2 separate regions of the Sus scrofa genome follow, and region 1 is linked to region 2. The links are chromatin contacts, called in public Hi-C maps. All regions are on one chromosome and are shown on one strand. Each heading gives the region's core, a stretch centred on a gene start, on an enhancer-like site or on the middle of the called end of the contact. The rest is flanking DNA. Distances are from core to core; before and after follow the strand shown.

The links. A called contact is a pair of places that touch in the nucleus more often than the background predicts.
Region 1: a contact with region 2 is called in a Hi-C map of skeletal muscle, with 4 times the contacts expected there. The contact joins two enhancer-like sites. A contact is called at or near these places in 3 of 47 Hi-C or Micro-C datasets (embryonic fibroblasts, heart right ventricle and skeletal muscle).

The regions. Positions count from the first base shown.
Region 1 is chr2:90,899,271-90,905,990 of Sscrofa11.1, forward strand. The region is part of intron 2 of LOC110259417 (a long non-coding RNA gene); the gene reads left to right. Among named protein-coding and RNA genes, the nearest start is that of ATP6AP1L, 220 kb to the left of the region's middle. Within about 2 kb of position 1,446, at least 3 of the 83 cell types and tissues checked have an H3K27ac peak or open chromatin away from gene starts, as enhancers often do. A contact at or near this core is called in skeletal muscle, where this site is marked.
Region 2 is chr2:90,776,929-90,783,697 of Sscrofa11.1, forward strand. No RefSeq gene overlaps it. Among named protein-coding and RNA genes, the nearest start is that of ATP6AP1L, 99 kb to the left of the region's middle. Within about 2 kb of position 5,358, at least 7 of the 83 cell types and tissues checked have an H3K27ac peak or open chromatin away from gene starts, as enhancers often do. A contact at or near this core is called in skeletal muscle, where this site is marked.

The DNA.
Region 1 (6,720 bases), core at 196-2,695, 120 kb after region 2:
TACCCAGACAAGGTTTCAGACCTTAACATTGATGAAAAATTAAAAGGTTGATCTAAGAAAGAATTGGAAAATTTTATTGAAGCCAGATTTGAGGATTATGACCTGGGAAAAGCATCTCAGAAAGTTCTGAGAACTATCCCACCCATTAGAGGTCAAGGCACAGTTTATATAAGTTTTTTGAGACAGAGCATTGTACATCAAATCACATAGTATTGACAGTTTACACAATCCAGATCTAAGGGCTGTCGTGGTGGTGGGTCTTGTGACCACTTACAAGATCAAGAAGGAATGTTATCTTTTAAGGAGTTGTCTTGATGCTAGGAGAATACTGCTCTTTACAGTTGAGCTGCTACTCCTGAGGATGGGAGAGGTTTAGTGGGTGATTAATGCAGATACACAAAGCACAGTGGGCGGAGAGAGGAGGCCAAATGGCAGAGAAGAATTTCTATGTTTAAATTTTTCTTGTCTTGCCATAAAATATGAATTTTATTGAACCTTTAGTAATAGCAACAGGTCTCTCATTTATCAATTCCTTGGCTTTTCCTTTTATAAACTGTCAGCTGGACTTCAGAAAAAAAACAAACTGTAAATCCTGAAAGACCAGGGACCCATGGCTGTATATTAATAAAAGTGGCAACACTGAGGGCAGGTGTGGTTCTATTCTGTGTTCTCTGAGTAGCTACTCCAAAACAAGGGAATGAATGTATTGAGCACTGGGATTCAGAGCTAAGGGTCTTATTTCTCAAGTTCATAGTGGAGGTGAATCTGAGAAGTAATAGTTCACTTGTTTGCCATCTTAATGCCTATTTCCTCATTGATCGAGTAGCTCCTTGTGAAATCATAGTAGGAATAATAGCTAACATTTAGTCCATATTCTTCCATGCAGTGTTTTAAGCACACTCCATGTGTTCATTTTTTAAATCTTCCAGATAATCCCCATCCAGGCTTTCTGTCTTCCCTCGGTGCCTCCCTCCCAAATCTCTAGAGTGTTTCCTGCCCCTCTGCAGAGTAATTCCAGGTTTCCTCTGTTTCTGTGGCATACCTGCAGGGCAGTTTTCATTATGAGCAGTGGCATCTCCAATCCATGTAATTTACTGAAATGTGCCCCTAAAGTTTAGAAAGAATCTCCTCATTCTGGCAGGAAGCTTTCAGTCATTCTCTCTAAGGAGTTTTATGTCCAAGAGAGGTAATGACATTGGGTTTAGTTATCAATGAAGGAATTTACTTATCTATGGAAGGGTGCTGAGTACTATGTATGACAATAAATGAAGCTAACTTTCCAGCTATATACCTTACAAGCCTACACAGATTTAGTCTCTTTTTATATATTTCAGGAAGGGTATGCTGTGAAAACTTGTTTACCACTCCATCCATGGCTAGTCTGGGGCCACAAAAGCCATCTAGCTCCCACACTGTGGTTTCTTCTGCACAGAAGGCTGACCATAAGCTGACCTAGCACAAAGCCCTGCTTTCCACACCAACAGGGACTATGAGCCAGGCTCTCAATTACAGTATCAGCTTTCTGGGGGAAGACTAGAAAAGAAGCACACTCCCCCTTTTCCAAGATATATGTGAAACAAGGTACAGTGGTAGTCATTAATAATAAAGATGAGGTTGATTTGCTTACCCTCTAAATCTGAATGCTAGTATAACCATTTAAATAGTGCCAACAATGGAAATAAACAGAAGACTGAGTTAAACCGCAAATGTATAGACCTACGCCACTTGGCAAAACATAAGAGCCAGCAGTATTGAAATAACAGCAATTAACGCTTTCTGTGTCAAATGAATCATAGGTCTATAGAGGGCCAGTAGAGCAGTTTATCAAACTGAACCAATGTGACCCTAGAGATAGGAATATATCCTTTGTGAAATGAAGGAATGTGATTGCATAACATTTCTTCGAAAACATGTGAGATTTTAAAACTCTCATAGCCCCAAACTCCTTCATTATTCTCCACATTCTACCAGTTCTTGGAGCACTGAGGAGTCGGGGAGATCCCGAATGTGAACATGAGCTGCTGAGGGTGGGGAAGAGAGGAGAGTGATACGATGAAGAGCCCTTTAGCCTGTCCTGGGCCATTGCTGGGGAATAACAGCACCTTCTTCTGCCTGGCACAATTTCTCTGCATTTTATTAACCCTAATCTATAAACTACTCTTCTTGTGCCTGCAGTGGTTTCTAGAGCATCTGTCTGCAAATAAATGAACTGTGTATATGTGAGTAAAACACAATTCTTCATTAATCTTTATATATCTCAGAGTGAGCAGGCCCAGTTCTTATGCTGCGGTCAAGCATTTGTACAGCTCACCACGTGCTCAGTTCTTAGCACTGAGCAGTGGTTAAGTGTAGTTTGTGGGAGCTATGGTGATGACATTTGGGGCCAGTCACTTGCAGGCTGTATAACCCCATGCAAATTACTTGATTTCTCTACCTCAGTATCATCATTTGTAAAATGGGTGTGATGGTCCTTAACGCATAGGATTATTGTGAGAATTAAATAATACTGTGTCTGTTTATATTTTGCCTTTCAGTATGTCTGTTTTTTTTTTTTTTTTTTTAATAACTATCACACTGTTATTACTGAGACCCAGTGCTGGCCCACAGACTTAGAGTCTGGCCGGAGACATAGGATATTTATTTATGAAACAATGAGTAAGCAGGTCTTTGTTAGTTTTAAGTTACAGCTCCCTAGGTGGCACTTTCTCAAGCTGGAAGTCATTCCTCTCCTCTCTGTTTCCCAATGCTAGCTTGTTGTCATCAGAATGGATTGCTGGGGCACTTTCCTGGGACTTTTGAAGGCACAGGACTAGGAGTGGGAGATCAAACTCCATTTCAGACTTGCCCATTTATTTGTGGACTGGCCTTGGCCAAGTTTCTTAACTTTTTGGGTTCACCACTTCCTTATCTATAAAATGGGAACAATACTGTAATTCCCTCCCATGTTATTTGTTAGGATCAAAGAGATCATGAAATGCTATTGAAATTTATTATAAAACATAAGGCATTGTTAATATTGTGTTTGGTTATTTATGAATGCATTTTACATCTCAAACTAGACAGAAAGATTCCCAGAATAATGACTTGAACAACCATTTTTCAAAGGCAGGTAAACTAGGGAGGGAGATTCACTGTCAGATATAATAGAGCAGCACCTAGGTAAGCATTTCTAGTCCGTCACTTTATCCATTAAGGCTTGTTGCCTTTTCCCCTATAAATTATTTTGATTTTTCCAAAGAAGATCTAATGAAGGGAAAAAAGGACACCTGAGGTTGTCAAGGAAGATTTCCAAGATCTCGCCAGGAAGGGCAGATAATAAGTGGACAATCAATAATAATGAAAGACTTAAGGTACCTGCTTGTTGGGGTGAAGTTTGAGCAATGATAGTATATGCAATGTATTTTTCATTCCCAGGACAAAAACGCTCAAACCAAAACAATGGAAAAACAATCACTCAGCAAGAACCAACCCAAGAACCACCAACTCCCCTGCACAACATAAGAGCCAAAACAAATCACAAGTAGTTTTAAGTTGTGGCTCCCTAGATGGCACAGAATGAAAAAGATCTCTCTGATGCTTAGATCAAAAGCCTTCAATTATGGACAGCCACAATCCGAGATGGACTGTATGTATGTCTGGTTCCCTTATCCTGGGTACCCAAGAAAAGCCAGCCAAGCTTAGTAACGGCTGCACATTCCTTCAAAGACTGGTGTGAAGGGGTCATTCTTACTTAATAACAATTCTTATGATTTTAATGAGGTCTTGATTGAGGTAACCTCAGTCCCAAAGTGCAGAACTTGTAGATATAAAGAGCTGACTGTACTACATCATTTTATAGAAGGGACTTGAACACCCTTGGATTTTGGTATTTGAGAGGGTCCTGGAACCAGTGTTATACCAAGAGATGACTATGCTTCATCTTACAACAATCCTGTGAAGGACATATTATTTGTGTTAAGAAATAAGGGAATCAAAGAAGCTAAGTAATTGTTCCAGTTCCACATATCTTGTTAATGATGAAGCTGAATTAGTAAATTTGATCATGAATCCACTATTTCTGGAGAGAGCTGATTTTTTTGCTTTTATCTTGTTTTCAAAATTCCACCGTGGCCTTTAGGCAGTACTTGAAGGACTAGAATTATTTCAGGATACTGTGTCTAGTAGAGGCATAGGCAAAATAATCCCCCCCCCCCCAGTGGAGTTTTTACCTTGTAAGTACTTTTAATTTGCATTTTAGGGAACCATCCTTTTAAAAAAATTTTTGCTTTTTATACAATTTTAAAAAGTTACTTCCTATTCGCAGTTATTACAAAATATTGGCTATAGTCACTGTGTTGTACAAAACATCTTGAGTCTTATCTTACACCCAATAGCGGAACCTTCTACTTCTCTATCCCCATACTGCTCCCACTGCTCACTGTAACCACTAGTTTGTTCTCTGTAACTGTGAGTCTCCCTTTTATGTTATATTCACGAGTTTCTTACATTTTTAAGAATCCACTTATAAGCGATATCATACAGAATTTATCTGTTTCTGCCTGGCTTTCATCTAGCATAATGCCCTCCAAGTCCATGCATGTTGCTGCAAACGGCAAAATTTCATTCTTTTTTTTTTTTTTTTTTAAATTTCATTCTTTTTATGGCTGAGTAGAATTCCATTGAATATGTGTATGTGTGTGTGTATACACCACAGCTTCTTATCCATTCCTCTGTTGATGGACACTTAGGTTATTTTGTTTTCTTGGCAGTTGTGAATAATGCTGCTGTGAACATTAGAGTGCCTCTAGTTTTTCAAATTAGTCTTAGTCTTTTTTTTTTTTTCGTATAAACCCAGGAGTAGTATTGCTGAGTCATGTGGTAGGTGAATTTTTAGTTTTTTGAGAAGCCTCTATACTGTTTTAGGGAATTATTCTTTTTATTTGCCTTACACAGATTCCTATATAATTCTGCAACAGGGCATATTCTTGTATGAAAGGCAATCATAGATTAGATTAGTTTGTGAACTAATCAATTGAAAAAAATTCCATTTCCAGTACAAAAAAGCTACCATGTTTCAACTGTACGTAAAATCTATATGCTTAAATACAGGCAACTTGAAGCCTTGTAAATATTTCATTTTTTATTGCATTGTGAGCAGCTGTTTTGGCTAAGTGATTTTTCTGGAGCAAGTGTATTATTGTATAATGAAGGTTTTTCTTCAAATATCGGATTATTTGCTGCAATAATTCTCTGATTTATGTAATGCTTAGCAAAAGTGTGTCATAGAACAAGATTTTTTTTTTTTTTAATTTAAGAGGTTCTGGATGTATTTCCTGGAATACTTTATAAAATTTTGATTTGAAAACTAAGCCAACACACTGTTTAGCGAGGAGTTTTTCCCTATGTTTGCATAATTAAAGTTGCTGCAAGAAAAATGGGATCTTTAAGTCTGGGAAGTAAATTCTTTTCTCTTGAGCCAGTCTTATTTTGGTGATAAAAGTGCCTGCCTCATTTTCTCAGTGATTGACTTTAAGAGATGTGTTTCAGACTCATCACACTCTGTGGGATATTAAAGGTCAGATGTATACAAATTGAGAGCCAAAAGACCCTTACATGTTTTAGTGACCCTCACAGTCATTCTGTGGGCTAATTTGTCATCATTTCTACCAGCTGTCACCAAATGCATGATGAATGAGGATGAGAATCAAACTAAATTGCAGACTAATCTGCTTCAAATTGTGAATTTGGGCAAGTTTATCCTGAGGTCCTTTATTCTTCTTTCTATTCTCCTACAGTCCCTTCCCATTATGGCCAGTTACTAAATCATTCCATGTGATTCAACATTCCTGCATTTCAACTCTCATACTGGTTTACTAGGGTTAAATCTTTCTCCTCAAAGACAACCCCAAACAATATTAGAGGATATTATTCCCGTTTTACACATGAAGCTTGTATTCATTAAGCGAATTTCACAACTAGTGATTAGTGGACTAGTTATATAAGCCTGGGTCTGTGTGGTTGACAGGTCATATGCTTACTACCATGACATGCTTCTTTCAAATCTAACTCACTACTTCATTTTTTGTACCTCTTCAAAGGCCAGCAACATGTCTGATAAGATCAACTCATGAACCAGCTCCAGATAAATTGTTAATAGTTTGATGTCACATCAGTAGGGATGCAGAGAAGGGCTACCGCTCATCTGCAAGTCACTGTTCCTCCTGAGGGCGGCTGTCTGCCCTGAGGTGATCAAAGCTGTAACCATGCTATGAGCCTTGATCTGAGAAAGTAAGCACGTGGCCCTTCACCCAAGGAGGAATTTCATTTCTCATTTGTCCTCTTAAGAGTCCTTATTTGGTAAATATTCTAGCTCAAAGTGTGTTCCTTTTGGATAATTTTAAAAGCAGCCTTGAGTGATATTAGCAAGAAGGCAGAATAGGAGGTCCCAGCCCTTGTCCCCTCACAGAAACACTGATTCAACAACCATCCCTGGACAAAAATACCTTTATGAGTGGTCTAGAATCTAGGCGGGAAGTCACAGCACATTGGTGGGACACAGAAATGAGAAAAGACACACGGAGAGGTATATACATTAAGTACTTACAGATTTTTGTATGTCAGTCATACTTCAATGAAGTGGTTTAAAAAAATTAGAAAGTAAAAGCAATCTTAAATGTCTCAAGTGATAGAATAGTATAGAAATTTTAGGCATAGGGCCAGAGAGATAGAACTTTCTCCTCC
Region 2 (6,769 bases), core at 4,108-6,607:
TAAAAAAATATATACACCTATGTCCTGAGGAGGAAAGGAGGAGTCAATACTGTGTGTGTGTGTGTGTGTGTGTGTGTGTGTGTGTGTGTACACTAAACCAGGGGTTGCAAACTGGCAGCACAGCACATGCCATGAATTTGACCCTCAGATGTGCTTTGTATGGTTAGCACAGTGTTTGAAAAACCGAGTGGGGGATGCACACTCCAGTTCTCATAGATCCTGATTTTCTTTTTCTTTTTTCTCCTTCCTTCCTCCTTCTTTGTCTTTTTAGGGCCACACCCATGGCATATGGGAGTTCCCAGGCAAGGAGTTGAATTGGAGCTGTAGCCGCTGGCCTACACCACAGCCATAGCAACGCAGGATCCAAGCCGCATCAGTGACCTATACCACAGCTCATGGAAGTGCCGGATTCTAACCCACTGAGCAAGCCCAGGGATCCAACTCATGTCCTCATGGACACTAGTTGGTTTTGTTACTGCTGAGCCATGATGGGAACTCCTCTTTCTTTTTTTCTAAATGGCTGCAACTGAACATATGAAAGTTCCTGGGCCAGGGACTGAGTCCCAGTCATGGCTGCAATTTCGCCACAGCTATGGCAATGCTGAATCCTTTAACTCACTGTGTAGGCTGGAAATCGAACCTTCACCTCCACAGCTACCTGAGCTGCTGCGGTCAGACTCCTAACCCACTGTAACAGTGGGAAATCTGGTCCTGATTTTCTTACACCTAGGTTTTTATAATTTATAATTCTGTTCATTGGAGGTGTTGGGGTTTGGGACCTGTGGATGAAATCTTTGCTTGCCTTGCATTTTCTGAGATCTTGTCTAAGAGTAGGAAAAAAATGAAAACAAAAACAAAAAACTCCAAAGCATTCTCACATGAAGCTATGGCATGCATTTCTCTGAGGCATTGTATCATTTTTTATAGCTTCTAATTTGCTAAGTAAGGGATACATTAGTCGTAGCAAATGAACCTTCAAATTCCAGATATTCCAGGACATGTACTGACTCAAACTTTGTGGGGTTTTAATTTTTTGCTTTATTTATTTATTTTTTAAAGGATGGGAGTGAGAGGAAATTCAGGGGCACCCAAGAAGGCAAAAGGGCAAGAATGATTGATGGCCATAGAAAGTCCTGACAAATTTGTAGTCAATATTGTTTGTCTAGAGCAGCTTGTATGACAAAAGAAGTGTCAGCAGCTGCCTGAAGTCTCATTCTTCAGGACCTGGCCTCTGAGTTAGAATAGGGGGCTTGAGTGAAATGCCTGTCGTGGTTAATTGGAAAAATCACTCCAGATGAGTGAGGGAGGCTGACATTTATGCATTACAGGGAGAATTTAGTGTGTCTTACAAGGTTGATACAAGCACCAAAAGTGACTGGCTTTAGTTTTTCACTAATTAGGAAGGCCATGGAAGGATAAAACCCAAGAAAATAAGTGACATTATTTCCGATTCACACGCACTTGTAAAAGACTTCTGGCCCTATTCGTTTCATAGTCACTCCCTATCTTTGCCCCAGTTCCTCTGTTTTCTTAGATTTTTGTTCTGTTCTTGCTTTCTAATGACTTCATGGAATAGGGGCCTAGGACAATTCCAGAGACCATGTGATGGAGGAGTAGAAATGATAGACTGATTTTCTCTCCATCCCCTCCCTTACACTCTTTAAATGTGAGTGTTTGCCTGGCTCTCTGGACACGGTCAGAAGCATTTCCAGCCATTGCTTCAATGCATACAACAGGCAAAGCTCACTCTGTCATTTAGTAATTTGCTTATCTGTCAACATTTCTCACCCTCAGTGGAATCTTTGTGTATGACATAGAAATCTTTCAGTGCCAGCACAACTTTCATTGTCCAGAATGACAGCTCTACAAGTCCTAGAAAGTGGAACTTAATATGTACTGATTGCAGAACTCAACCCAGGGATCAAACTGTTTTGGAGAGACATTTCTCTGGTGACAGCATGATTCAGAAAATGTTCCGATCCCAGTTAATGTAGTTTTGAAGTTCAGTTGTAGTTTGGGAGTGTGGGATTTAAGTGGTTGCATTCTCATCAGTGCTGAGCTCTCTGATGGCCTTGATGGTCCTGAAAATATATTTTTGTCAAGTTCTTTTAAAGGTGAAAAAAAACATAGCTAAAATGTAGACTCTTTCTTCAGATCTGTTCAAAATTTGATTTCTTGGAGGAATTTTCCATTTTGTGAAAAAAATCCCATTGAGCCAGTTGGTACATATAAATATGGATTCAGTAAATGTGGGTTTGCTTAAAAATAAGATATGCCCAACTAACCTCATTTCCTTTTTCGATAGAGTGGGGAGACTGGTGAGGAGGGGAAATGCCACAGACAAAATGTGTCTGGATTTCAGGAAGGCCTTTGATAGAGTCTCTTGTGATGTTCTTATGGGAAAGATGAAGATATATGAACTGGGTAGTAGTTGAACTAGGAGGCTTCGTGCCCAGTTGATGGTGATATGCAAAGGGCATTTGGGAGGAAGGCTGCTGGGCTCTATTTGTGGACCTCATCTTTTCAACATCTTGATCTGAGATTTGGATGATTTCAGTAGAGAGGAAACATTAAGAAATGAGAAAAGGGACAATGTGAAGTTTAAAATAAATAAATTCTTCAAATTCGTGGGCCGAGAGAGCTCTCACTCTCTGGATGAGAAAGCCTGAGGAATCTGGCTGACTGAGCTCTATCTGAGACTCAATGGGGTGTAGCCTGCTGTGAGAATCAGCTGTCTTTGATTAGAAATACAGCTTCAACAGCAAGGAAGTTATAGACCCACTATGCTCTGCCATAGTCAGAATGCATTAGAGTGTTCAGCATTAGACATTATATTTTTATTTTGTGGGGAGAGGTGATTAAAAAGCTGGAGTGAACTCCAGTAGCAAAAAGCCTGGAAAACTACTTATACAAGTAAGAGTTGGAGGACTTGGGGATGGCTAGGTTGGAGGAAAGAAGGCTAGGAGATGGGGCTGGTGACCTAATACTTGGTTTTAAATATTTAAAGGCATGTCAAGTGGAACTTGGATTAGCCTTTTATATAGTTCCAAAAGACAGAATAAGACTGAAGGGTACAAATCATGGGGCAACAGAGGTCCTTTAAGCAATATAGAGCAATATAGAGCTTATTATATAGATAATGGAATTATGTGCTCATTATTGACTAAATTCAAGGAGAGAGAACAGGACAGCTGTTTAGGAGAGTCGTAGAGGTCATACACCAGGATGGCTAAAAGTATGGGCTTGAGGCTTGATGATCTAGTTAATGTTTGAGTACTGGTTTTGCTAGTGGTTTTGAGACCATGGGCGATTTATTTAATATCTCCATGCATCAGAGTTCTCACCTATAAAATAATAGTTTCTTTTTCTTATGGTGGATTTGAGGACTTAAATTAGTGTACGTGAAGCGCTTAGCACATTACCTGGTACCTAGCAAATATTCGACAAATGACAATTATTGCTATTACTAGTCCTGGTGTGAGGGAATGTTGAAATAGATGCTTTCCTTTCCAACCCTAATGTTTTTTATTTTGGATCCGTATAAGGTTTAAAAGAGTCAAACACATCTAGGTCATAGTCTTAGAAAAACTTTAATTGCATTTGTGTCTCCTTTCTTCCCATTACTTCACTTCAGTGCTCCTTCCAACTTCTTCAGGGGTATATCCTGGAGCACAAGTATCAATCTTCTTTTTCTCAAATGTATATCATCAAAAATGAATTGGCAGTGGCCTTGAGAAGACAGACTCTATTCTGAAGACCCAGGGGTAGGCTTTTATTCATTTTCTTGAGAAATGGTGATCATATTATACAGTGAACCAGAGAAGGATATGCCCAAATTAAAATTGTGCTAGAGATTTTTATGCCTACCAATTTGTTATTGTTTCTATGCCTTGTATTAATATAATACAAGTTCAGCAATATTGAAGTAATTGTGCAATTAAAAAGAATTGTAGTCGTTGTTAGAGAACAGAAGACAAACACCACAGAGGCGTAACCATGTATTATGTATTTACCCTACTTCCTGGTTGGATCCTGCCACAGTTTGCTGACAGAACACCCACACCACATTTGTTGGAGGATAAAACCATTTCCAGGAGCCCAGCTTCTCTTCACCCTTTTCCACAGCCACCTCCTCTCTAAATTGCCTGAACTCACAGCAGAAAGTCACCAGAGGGCATTCTCAGACCATCTATTATCAAGGGACTCCAGCTGGGAAGTACGAGACTCTTCTCACTTAGATCTCCTTTTGGATGAAGAGGCAGTCTCTAACTCTCACTTGGAAACACATGGAGTCTGAAGGCTGCCTTGCTCAATAAACCACCACCCCACCCTGGGGTCTCAGGGGAGACATTTTACTGAGTGACCACAGACTTCAGATTTTTCTGTTCCTCTACTGATACCAACTAAAGTTGTCCTCAAAATCTGGGCAGCCACATGGGCAAGCAGAGAGATCTCTGGCCTGGAAATCCAGAGATATAGCATATTTGTTTCCAGCCTTTACTGATTTCTTGTCTTCAGCAAATTACTTTTATGCCTCGATTCTCAGTTTTCACATCCATAAAACAGAAGACTAGAAAGAATGCTTGAAGATCCATCTAACAATGACTGGATTCCTGCCATTCTCCCCTTTCCCTTCTTTCCTTCCTGATTAAACTGAAGAAGAAACTGGGATCTACTGACAGTCTGTTTGGGCAGGTCTGTTAAGAGCTTGTAGTGCTGAAGAGACAGTCTTTAAAGGATTGGCAAAGCACACTGCACATTCTAGAGTTGGAGGCTGAGCATTCAGGGTCTGAATAGACTCCCTGCACTCTTGTGTTCAGAATTCCCAGATTAAGACATGCATGCTTTCAGGGATGGGAACAGCTATGGGACCATTACCTTGGAGCATTAGAGCACTGATTCTACTCAAGGATTCTGGAAAAAAGGAAGACATTTTTAATGTTAAACACAAATATTACGAAATACAGTTTAAATTTTTACATATGTTTTTATTGTGAAATAGAAGATTTCAAAAATATGAGGTTTGTAGTTGCCTGCTTTGGGTTACACTTCTAGATCTCCTGGAAATACAGTTATTCCTCATTTCATTAAAGGTGCATTGGAGGGAAAGCTTGGGAAAGCTTAACCCTCGGAGTATGTTATGCAAGTACCTTAGGTTGGCTTTCCTAGAAGCAGAGCCTGAGGTAAGTATTCTGCTGTATATAATTTACTGAGGTCATGCTCTTTAAAGAAAAAAACTTGCTGGAGCCCCCCCCCCCAACCATGGCACAATGAGATCAGCAGTGTCTTATGAGTGCTGGCACGTAGATTCCATTTCCGGCCCACCCAGCACAGTGGCTTAAGGATCAGTGTTGCCGCAGCTGTGGCTTAGTTTGCAGCTTGGCTCAGGTCTGATGCCTGGCCCAGGAGCTCCATGTGTTGCAGTGCAGCCAAAAAAACCCCAAACAAACAACAACAAAATCCAGCTAATAAGTGAGGGAACAGGATAGGAAAAGGGAAAGAGCTGAACAATGACATGAACTCAAGGAACATAATCTGATTTATGGGAGTGATGAATAAATCACAGAATTGATTGCCCTTGAGGCAAGTCATTGTCTGCAGGCTATTCCTGCATGAAGCCTGAGAGGTGACCTTCAGTGGGAGTGGGAAGGAAAGATGGGGGCAATTCCCCAGAGAAAGGAACAGATGTGTGTAGGCAGTGCAGCTCACAAGAGCTCACAAGTGCATTGCTTCCCAACTCCCCAGTGACCTCATCCTGTGGTTTGGAATCAGCCCTGATGGGAGCATTTGCATCTTGAAATCAAGACCTTTATACCCCTCACCAAGAGCCAGTTGTTAAATATTTGCCAGCATTCCCCTGGCCATCACTCTCAAAGCTAAGTGGTGATGTCCTGGCTGGCAAAGGGGTTCTGGGCAGGGCACCAACAGCATCTGCGACATAGGGGTTAGAGAAGACATGCCCACAAATCATCTCCCCAACTAATTTGTCAGTTGGCAAGCCACTATTTTAGGGTTTGCTTTTCCTAGCCTCTTTAACAGTGCACCCAGTATTGGGAGGCTTAGAACTAATACTTTATTTATTTATTTATGTCTTTTTTTAGGGCTGCACCTGTAGCATACAGAGGTTCCCAGGCTAGGGGTCTAATTGGAGCTATTGCTGCTGGCCTACACCAGAGCCACAGCAACAGCAGATCTGAGCCATGTCTGTGACCTACACCACAGCCCAGGGCAACGCCGGATCCTTAACCCACTGAGCGAGGCCAGGGATTGAACCCGCAACCTCATGGTTCCTAGTCCAAATCGTTTCCTCTGAGCCACAATGGGAACTCTGTACTTTACAACAGACTAGTTAAAACAACTGATTATGTTTTTTAAGTGCAAGAGAAGAGTAGAGTGGACGTGAGGAAACCATGTAAACTGAATTACTTGCAGTAAGGGACAAGGAAGGACTCTGGTAAAATGCTTAGAGACAATTTAGTGTTTTCTGAGAGATATTTTTCAGAACTTATTTAAAATACTTCACTTTACTGAGATGACAGAGGGTAAAATTTTTTATTATGGAAAATTTACTAGGAAAATTTTCAAAAATACAAACGTAGGGTGAATAGTGTGATAAATTTTCATCACTCAGATTCAACAATTTTTAATTTATGGCCAATCTTATTTCATCTACCCCCCCATTCACTTCCCCCTGGGCATTTGGGACATTTTAAAGACTTAGTTAATTGGATAAATGTTGAATGTGGTCTAGAAAAAAGCCAAATTCACT